Linked DNA regions of Mus musculus: region 2 is linked to region 1. The links are chromatin contacts, called in public HiChIP or PLAC-seq maps. All regions are on one chromosome and are shown on one strand. Each heading gives the region's core, a stretch centred on a gene start, on an enhancer-like site or on the middle of the called end of the contact. The rest is flanking DNA. Distances are from core to core; before and after follow the strand shown.

The links. HiChIP or PLAC-seq counts read pairs in DNA pulled down with a chosen protein or histone mark.
Region 2: a contact with region 1 is called in an H3K27ac HiChIP or PLAC-seq map of the HPC-7 cell line, with 6 times the contacts expected there. The contact joins two enhancer-like sites. A contact is called at or near these places in 1 of 15 datasets of contacts at CTCF or cohesin (CD8 T cells), 1 of 484 Hi-C or Micro-C datasets (embryonic stem cells), 6 of 115 datasets of contacts at active chromatin or transcription factors (the 230-238 cell line, CD8 T cells, the HPC-7 cell line and 3 more) and 1 of 9 other capture datasets (embryonic stem cells).

What each region holds. Positions count from the first base shown.
Region 1 is chr1:153,599,736-153,604,391 of GRCm38.p6, forward strand. No RefSeq gene overlaps it. Among named protein-coding and RNA genes, the nearest start is that of Rgs8, 51 kb to the right of the region's middle. Within about 2 kb of position 3,051, at least 41 of the 459 cell types and tissues checked have an H3K27ac peak or open chromatin away from gene starts, as enhancers often do. A contact at or near this core is called in the 230-238 cell line, CD8 T cells and the HPC-7 cell line, where this site is marked.
Region 2 is chr1:153,706,955-153,711,725 of GRCm38.p6, forward strand. No RefSeq gene overlaps it. Among named protein-coding and RNA genes, the nearest start is that of C230024C17Rik, 28 kb to the right of the region's middle. Within about 2 kb of position 2,682, at least 20 of the 459 cell types and tissues checked have an H3K27ac peak or open chromatin away from gene starts, as enhancers often do. A contact at or near this core is called in the 230-238 cell line, CD8 T cells and the HPC-7 cell line, where this site is marked.

The sequences.
Region 1 (4,656 bases), core at 1,801-4,300:
AGCCTTCTTTATTTAGTTCTCTCGCTTCCTTCTTGTTCAGTATCCTTACCATTAACCTTCAGCCTCATGACCCACAAAGTATTTCTGAAACTGTCTCTCCTGACTGCCTCCTGACCTGGCCTCTCTGCTCTGTCACAAACAAAGGACCTGCCATTAATCTCTGAGCTGTTTTCCAGACTCACTCTCAGTCTCAAGGTCCCTTGCTCCTTTGCTCTTATTAAGATTAAGTGCTTATATCATCTCTCTCCATCAATAAATGTCTGACTCTAGCTAAACCAATTTGGTTTTGATTGCTTTATTTTATTTTGTTGACTCCGTACCAGAACTACATGATTGCACATCGAGAGTTCTAGTTTGCTTTCTATTGCTGTGATCAAGACTGACCCAAAGCAACTCAGGGAGGGAAGGGTTTGTTTGGTTTACATTTCAACATTACAGTGCATCCTTGAGGGAAGCCAGGGCAGAAACTCAGGCAGGAACTTGGAGGCAAGAACTCACATAGAGATCACAGAGGAATGCTACTTAGAGACTTACTCTTTGCGGCTTGTTCAGCCTACTTTCTTATACACTCAGAACCACCTGCAAAGGAATGGCACCGCCCACAGTGGACTGGGCCCACCCACATCAATCACTAATTAAGAAAATGCTCCACAGACTCGACTACAGGCTCATCTTGTGTAGACATTTTCTCCTTGTGGTTTCCTCTTTTCAGATCACTCTAGCTTGTGCTAAGTTGGAGAAACACCAAAACCCAAACCCAAACTAACCAGGACAAAAAGGGCACCAGTGTTAGCATGGCCCATGGGCATGCTGCCCATTGCAGGAGTTAGATGCTTTTAATTTTTCAAAATAACACTGAGTATCTGACCTAAGAAAATTATAGTTCCATCAAAATGTGTGTGCGTGCATGTGCATGTATTTGTATGTGTGTATATGTGTGTGCTATTCTGAGACAGGGCCTCTCTGTAATTCTGACTACCTTGGAACTGTTAAAACGAGGCTAGCGCCCCCCTCCCCACACACTGATTTGCCTACCTCTGTGCTCCAAGTGTTTACAGGTGTGTACCATCATGGTTGGTGTAGTTTCATTAAACCCTTTAAGCTGATAATTTTAAAATATATTTCATGCTATTTTGTTTTTAAATTTGTATTTTCTTATGCTCCATAAGAAACTGCAGGCCTTCTTCATCCTTTCCTTTTTCCCCATCTTCTCTTGTTCCTTTGTTTCTATGAGACAGCTTAGGCTGGCCTTGAACTTGAAGTCCTTTGGCCCCAGCCTTCTGAGCCTTGACAGTCAGCTTGGAATTATTTTTGGTTTGGTTTTTGGACATATTGATTCCTTGGGCTCAAGGTCTTCCTGTCTCTATTTCACAAGATCTGGGATTACAGACAGCTGGACCATGCCTAGCACAGGCACTTACTTACTCCCTATTAAGCACCAAATACCGTTTTTTGTTTTTTTTTTGTTTTTTTTTTTTTTGAGACAGGATTTCTCTGTGTAGTCCTGACTGTTTAGGAACTCTGTAGACCAGGGTAGCTTTAAACTCAGAGATTGACCTGCCTCTGCCTCCCAAGTGCTGGGATTAAAGGTGTATGGCACCATGCCTGTCTTGGGTAGGTATTTTAACTCATGTATCTTTTTATTCAATATCATCAACAATAAAATGGGAAAAATCTTATTTCCACCTAGTGTAAATCAGAGCAAAGGACAGAGAAGTTAAGCCAACTCACTTAGATAGGCCCAGTGTGTGGGCTTTTTCTAATTCTGTAGCTTGTATTCTTTTTGTTTGTTTGTTTTCTTAATTTTTGGGGGGGGGTTGTTTTTGTTTTTGTTTTATTTTGTTTTTCGAGACAGGGTTTCTCTGTGTAGCCCTGGCTGTCCTGGAACTCACTCTGTAGACCAGGCTGGCCTCGAACTCAGAAATCCACCTGTCTCTGCCTCCCGAGTGCTGGGATTAAAGGTTACACCACCACCGCCCCGGCAAGTCTTTTTTTTTTTTTTTAACTAGATATTTTTTTAATTTACATTTCAAATGTTATCCCCTTTCCTAGTTTCCCCTCCAAAAATCCCCTATCCCCTCCCCCTCCCTGTATTCTTGTAATACAATGTATACATAAAGCATTAGCTTTGTATGAACCTTGAGCAAAGCGGTTATTAGTTATCTGCTATTGTGTAACAAAATTTCCCAACACTTAGTTGCTTAAAAAAAATAATAAATATGTTTTAGTTTTTCTGGGTCAAGAATCTGAGTATTGCTTAGTGTGGTTCTGTGGTGTTGTGGCTGAAGATGCTGCTGGATGCAGTCAATTCCAGGGGATCCATCTGCTTCCGAGCTCTCAGTGGTACTGGACAGCCTTTGTTCCCGCCTATTGGCCAGGAACCATGGCAGGCTCCTGGATAATGACTTCCAAAGATAGCAGGGCTAATCTCTGCACTGTGGGAATGGCGTCTTTAATGGCTGTATTTAAAAAAGGGTCTTCTTGCTGCAGTAAATACATGTGCCACCATGCTATCATGTAGGATTTTTTTTTTTTTAAAGAATGAGATGACAATTATTTTTGTGCTGACGATAGAAGCCATGCCGTTGTGATACCAGGCAAGTGCATTTCCACCGAGCACAGCCTAAGCCTCGTGCTAATGCTTTTGAGATGAGGAAAGTACTTTGAACCATCGGAGAGGGTTCTTCTCTGCCAGAAGTGGCCTTATGTGGGAGGCAGAGGGCGATTAGATACAGAAGGGAGGTGACGCGACTACAAAGGAAGAGACTGGAGAGTTGGAGCCATGAGTGTCAGGGTGTGGACGGACACTTGAAGGCTAAAAAAGCAAAAGTACCCTAGAGGCTCCCCCCGCCCCCACAAAGCAACCTTGTCAGCATCTTGATCTTGCTGAAGAGGAATGGATTTCTATCTTCCTGGCTTCCAGAGCTGAGAGAATACTTTTCTGTTGGCTGAGGCTCAAGCTTTAAAGTAATTTAGTCTATTGCACAGGAAGTAATGTGCTTCCCGTGGTCCGTTGTCACACCAGCTTCTCTGCAGCCTATCACATGATGTGGAAGATAGGTTTGTCAAAGTGAGCAAGCAGAAAGAACCGGAGAAGGGAGAGCTAGTTGAGCAGGATGCTGGCCACAGTATTAGAACTTGTAACCCTTTTATTGTGTTCTGTGATCTAAAAACAAGTCAATGTCTTCCGTCCATGCCACAGTAAAGAGGATTCCAGAGTCACAGCTATAGTTTGTATCTTAAGTATCCTCCAGAGGTTCAAAGGTGGAAGCTTGCTTGTGACACAGTTAGGAAGTGGTAGAGGGTTTAGATGCCCCCTGGGAGGTCTTCCTGTCTCTGAGGGCACAACCCTCAGAAGGGGATTGAGGGCCCTCAATCTTTGCTTGCCTTCTCTTCTGCCTCTTGGTCATAAGGTGAGCAGATTCGTTCCTCTGTCCATTTCTGCCATGATGTATCATCACAGACCCAGGACAATCTGGAAGCTTTAAAACTGTGAGTCATTTAAACCTTTCCTGTTTATAGCCTTGATTTCTTGACGCTTAAAGAAATTGTTATTTTGTGTATGTGGTGTGTGTGTGTGTGTGTGTGTGTGTGTGTGTGTGTGTGTGTGTGTGTGATGGTGAGCATGTGGGGATCAGAGAACAGTTTTGTGTAGTCACCTTCTGGGCATCAGACTCAGACCATGAGGATTGTGTAGTGAATGCGTTGCCCACTGAGCTATCTGGCCGGCCCTCGGGTCTCTATTATAGCAACAGAAAGCTGAATAACAAGCAAAAATTACATGGAGGCAAGGGCCATTAGAGGGTATAGTAGAAGCTGACTGCACAGTCATCTACAGTATTTGTTGTGAGAGAAATGTGTTCCAGAAAACATATTAAATTCAAGACAGGCTCCAGCTGAAGTCTGCCTCCTGCTTGTTCTATGGACAGAGAAGACTTTATTGGAGGATTTTTGTTGGAAATTATCCCCCCCCCAAGATAGGGTTTCTTTGTGGCCCTGGTTGTCCTGGAACTCGCCCTGAAGACCAGTAGACCAGGCTGGCCTCAAACTTATAAAGATCCACCTGCCTCTACCTCCCGAGTGCTGGGATTAAAGGTGTGTGCTACCACTGCCTGGCTTAGGAATTCTCTTATCCCTATGAGGCCTGTCCTGATTCACTCCATTCTACTGGAAAGCAATCCACAGCCACTCTGCTTCCTTTTTACACCAACCTTCAAGGTCTTATCTCTTTGATAGCTTTTTCATGACTAAGTAGACATTTGTACAGCCTCCCCTATCCAAAAGAAAAAAACACATGCCCTGTTTATCTTTTGTGAAAGAGGAAAAACACCCCTCTCTAGGGCTGTGTGGTTTATTTACAATTATCCACAGAGGACTGATTTTGTTGCTGCATTTATGTGGAATGATCGCTGTGTTAGGCTGTGTTTATCTGGATACTGCAATCCCCAGAACATTGATGGAGCTAACTGTGGCTCAGATTCCCACACACACACTGTGTTCAGAGGACATCTGGCAGGAGTCGACCTTCCTTCCTTCTACCATGTGGGTCCTGGGGATCAAGTTTAGGTCTCCATACTTGGTGGGAAGCACCTTTACCTATAAGCCATTCTTGCTGGCCCTCCCAGAGTCACCTGAAGTTTGCTTTGCTGACTCATC
Region 2 (4,771 bases), core at 1,432-3,931, 110 kb after region 1:
TCAAGAACTAGCTCTCCCGGGAAACAGGGACTTTGTCTTGTCTCCACCAAGGAGAGGAGAGAAGAAAGTAAAGGCTGGGTGGCCTTGTACAACGCCTTACAAATCATCATTAAACAAAACAAAACAAAACAGCCAGGTGTGGTGGCGCACACCTTTAATCCCAGCACTCGGGAGGCAGAGACAGGCGGATTTCTGAGTTCGAGGCCAGCCTGGTCTACAAAGTGAGTTCTAGGACAGCCAGGGCTACACAGAGAAACCCTGTCCTGAAAAACCAAAAAAACAAAAGAAAACACCAAACCAAACCAAACCAAACCAAACCAAACAAAAATAGTGGGCAAAGGTGAAGGACAGAATCCCTGGGCCTAAAGCCTAGAGAACTGGTGGAAGCCACCAGCACAGGTGCAGAGACAGGCCAGAGAGTCTGAAGGTGACAACTCATTATAATATTAAAATGTATACTCCTGGGTGGAGATTTAAGATGCTAATGAGCTGTGTGGTGCATGAAGCTGTCCCCAGAACTTCATGTCATGGAGCACACACAAGGAAGTGTCCTGCTTTTAAAATGACTCAGCTCATCACATAAAAACTCTGCCCTGTTTGCAGCAGGGGACATTTGAGCCACTAATCTTTCTGGCTCCCTTCCACCCTTTGAAATGAATCTTTTTCTAATAAACTGTCCCTGTTTCTACAGCTATCCAACCCATATCTTCAATTCCTTGTTCCTGAGCTCAAAAACTTGGAACTCCCTCAGAACCTCCAAGTATCCCTGGAGCCCTGGTCCTGGCCAATATCACGATGTTACTGTATTCTTAGTGCTTTGATTCTTTAGGGTGGATTCCCAAGTCACTCATTCACGTCCATTTCCTTTGTCTCTTCCTCTGCTTCCCCATCCTGAGACCAAAGTTTCCGTGTCCTACATCACAGAGTTAGATCGAGTATAACAGCTTTTGACAGATTCTTCCAGGCATTAAATGTCCCGATAGAATTTTGTTTTCTATTTCCCCTGCATTCAGCCAGGAAATAGGAAGAAAATACAGCTCTTGAACATGGAGCTCCTTGAGTTTTGGAGGCCCACTTATGGGGACTGTGATGTCCCTGTGCAGAGGGAAGCTCAGCTGCTGTGATCTCTACCACTCTAGGAGGGTGACAGAGGAGGTGACCTGAGGTTGCATCTGAACGGTATCTATGGCCTAACAGAAAAAACTTCAGGCTTGAATGGTACAGCCTGGGGTACTGGTGATTTCTTCTGACACTGTGACTAAAATACTTTAAGAAACAACTTATGGGGACAAAAAAAAATTTAGTTTGACTCATGCTTTCAGCCAGTCACAAAGGGACAAAAGAAATGAAGGGTGAGGTTCTGTCCTGGGTGGCTGGGGGAAGTCACTAGCTTCCATCCATGCTCCCTGAGCTGTATACAATTCAGACGTGACAAGGCATGTGGTCTGAGCCTACTGTCTTCAACCTGTGTGTCAGGCGGGAATGAAGGGGAAGAGACACCAAGAACAGGCCTGGGAAGAAGAAGAAGAAGAAGAAGAAGAAGAAGAAGAAGAAGAAGAAGAAGAAGAAGAAGAAGAAGAAGAAGAAGAAGAAGAAGAAGAAGAAGAAGGAGAAGAAGAAGAAGAAGAAGAAGGAGTTCAGTGGAAAGAAGCTCTGGGAACACACATGGGTGTGAAATGGAAAGAGGGGCTTTTAAAAAGTGTTAGGCTCTGTGATAGTTTGGATGAAAATGCTCCTATAGGATTATGTGGAGTCGCACTATTAGGAGGTGTGGCCTTTTTGGAGTGGGTGTGACCTTGTTGGAGTAGGTGTGGCCTTGTTGGGGTGGGTGTGGCCTTGTTGGAGTGGGTGTGGCCTTGTGTCACTGGGTTTTGAGGTCTCAGATGCTCAGGCTATACCCGGTGTGGCAGTCCCTTCCTGCTGTCTGAGAATCGAGCTGTAGAACTCCCAGCTCCTTCTCCAGCACCGTGTCTGCCTGTGTGCCACCATGCTTCATGACAATAATGGACTAAACCTCTGAAACTATGAGCCAGCCCCCGCTAAATGTTTTCCTTTATAAGAATTGCTGTGATCATGGTGTCTCTTCACAGCAATGAAACCCTAACTAAGACAGGCTTCAGTCTTAGTTAGGTCCAGTGCACACATGCAGTCCCAGAACTTAGGAGACAGGCACAAGGGTTTGGATTTCAAGTACAGCCTAGGTAACATAACAAGTTCCAAGCCATCCTGCCTGATAAGTGAGACCCTGACCCAAATACCAGAAACAAGTTAACAACAGTTGTTAGTCGTGGCTTCAGGAAAATTACCTCCTTTTTCCTAAAGGAAGAACTTAGTCTGGGTCAGAAACAAAACTGAGATCAGGCCTGTGAGACAGACAAGACGCCCGAGGGAACAGTGCTGGTTATTTTCATCACAGAGACAGAGACTGAGCACATTCTATGTGTTAGGCACAGGCTATGTTTCTGTATACCTAAACACAACTTATTATCCAACCATTGAATGTGTCCAAATACTCATTTTCCAGACAAGAAATATAATCACGTCAGCTTCTTAGGTCAGCTGCAGTTAAATAGAGATAAACAGTGAAATTGGGAGTGAAGAAACCAGGAGTGGGGGTGGAGTGAGTGATGGAGGTAGGAGTTGCTGACCGCCACAGACAGGAAGTGTCATGTCCTGTCTGGGGTCACGCTTGCCTGTCTCGCTCAGAGGTGGGGGTGGTGTCTGTGAATTTTGAAAAGGCAGTAACTATGAGACTTATGTGTAATATCCCTGCCCTTAGTGAACGGCCACACTGCTGTCCTGGGGGAAGGGGACACTGAGATGATGTCCTCACCCAGAAGAGATGAGGCTGAGAGCTCTCATGCATTAGTTGGGATTTGGCTAAAGGGAGGCCCAGGGGCATAGACCCGTCATCCCCTTACTTGGTACAATTCTTTTTCAGTTGAAACTGTGGCCTGCCACCACCTTTCCCTATTGTTCCGTATATTGGAAATTCTTGTGGGTATTTTTGCTTGTCTTTGTGAGTAGGGAAAGAGGGCTTTTACTGTTGAAGCTCCTTTTTAAAAGATGCGATATAGGAAAGGAGATTATAAATAGGAAAGGTTATGTAAGTAGAAGTGATGGTTTTTATTCCTGCTGCCCATGGAGCATAGGCGAAGGTCTCTGAGCTCATCTTACCGGGAGCCTGTCTCCCTTCATGGGGCCGACCCAGATGGGATGCTCAGAATGGCATCTTATATAACACTGAGATAACTTGAATACAGTCCCTCTTCTCAGTCCATATTTGGTTTGGTTTTTCAATTAATTTTTTTTACAGTGTTTTCTCCCAGACAATGTGCCTTGATGATGATGTAAAGGAAAACAATACAAGCCATGCCTGTCTTCGATGACTGGACAGATCAGTGGGATGGCTAAGGGCAGAGTGGAGATCTTCCTGTTCAGTGAAATTTTAGTTACATCCTCAATCCATAGAAGGCAGAGGGGCAGTGTCAGCTGAGGTAGAAGTAGGAAAGAGGAGAGGAGGGGAGGAGGGAAGGAAGGGAGGAGGGGAGGGGGGAAGGAGGAGAGGTAGAAAAGAAGAGAGGAAGGGGAGGAGGGGAGAAGGGGAGGAGGGTGAAGTCAAGGGTTCCTTTTGGCAGACCTCATCTTTTCTCCCCTAGGCCCTTCTAGAGTTCAAAGAGCCCAGTTTAAAGGGCATCAGTTTCCACACAGCTTACAGAACGATGCAGGAGAGAATACTTGCATAGTTTAGGGATAGACAAAGAGCCTTAGGACATAAAAGCATCAGGCAGAAGAGGAAAGAGTCTTAGACTACATCAAAATTTAAAACGTCTCCTTGCCCAATGACAGCATCGAAATAGATAGGATAGCCCGGTCAGGAAATGATTTTTGCAGCACACGTTTGCCAAAAGGCTTGTATCTAGCACTCTTACAACTCAACAGAAAATCTGATCCTACCTAGAACAGCTTATAACCTTGACCAAAAGATGTGAACAAGGCCCATCACAAAATTATGTATCTACGTGGCCAATAAACCACATTTTAAAATTGGTTCATAATCATCAGGAAAGTGTGGAACAAATAGTTGACCAACTGATTGTTTTGTAGATAGTGATGCCAGAACTGGAAACAGTCTGTGTCCTTGCCAGTTCCAAGGGTTCCTGTATCTGAGGGTCCCTGTATTAGTCAGCTTTTTTTGTGGTTGCTAATGTGTGTGTGTGTGTGTGTGTGTGTGTGTGTGTGTGTGTCTGTGTTAGAGGTTTATTTTGGCTTATGACCCTAGATAGTCAAGTTCAAGACTAGATGGTTCCAGTCTTTGGGCCTTGGTTGAGGACAGCTCATCATAGCAGGAGAGTAGGGGAAAACCCACTTATATCACAAGCCAGAAAATCAAATAAAGAAAAGAGACTGAGCAGCCGGGTTCCATTCAGGACACATTATTAATGACCCCAAACCTCCAAAAGGAGCGTAGAGGAACCAAGCCTTGGACACATAGCCCTTCTGAGGTCATTGATTCTAACTAGAGCAAGCTCCAAATACATTTTTCCTTCCTTTGGCTAACCCCCTTTTTCTCATAGCTCTTTTTTTTCTTCCTCCAAATTATTTTAAACTATAGCACTAAAGCCACAGGGATACAGCCAGATTTCCACAGATGTCAATGGTTATATAATTTTTTATGTATAGCTTTACAGACCTCCTTTCTAAGTTTGCAAATGATGTATTACTGATCCTCTTTGGCAGGGAGCACTATCCAAGTGGGCTGTGGTTACTC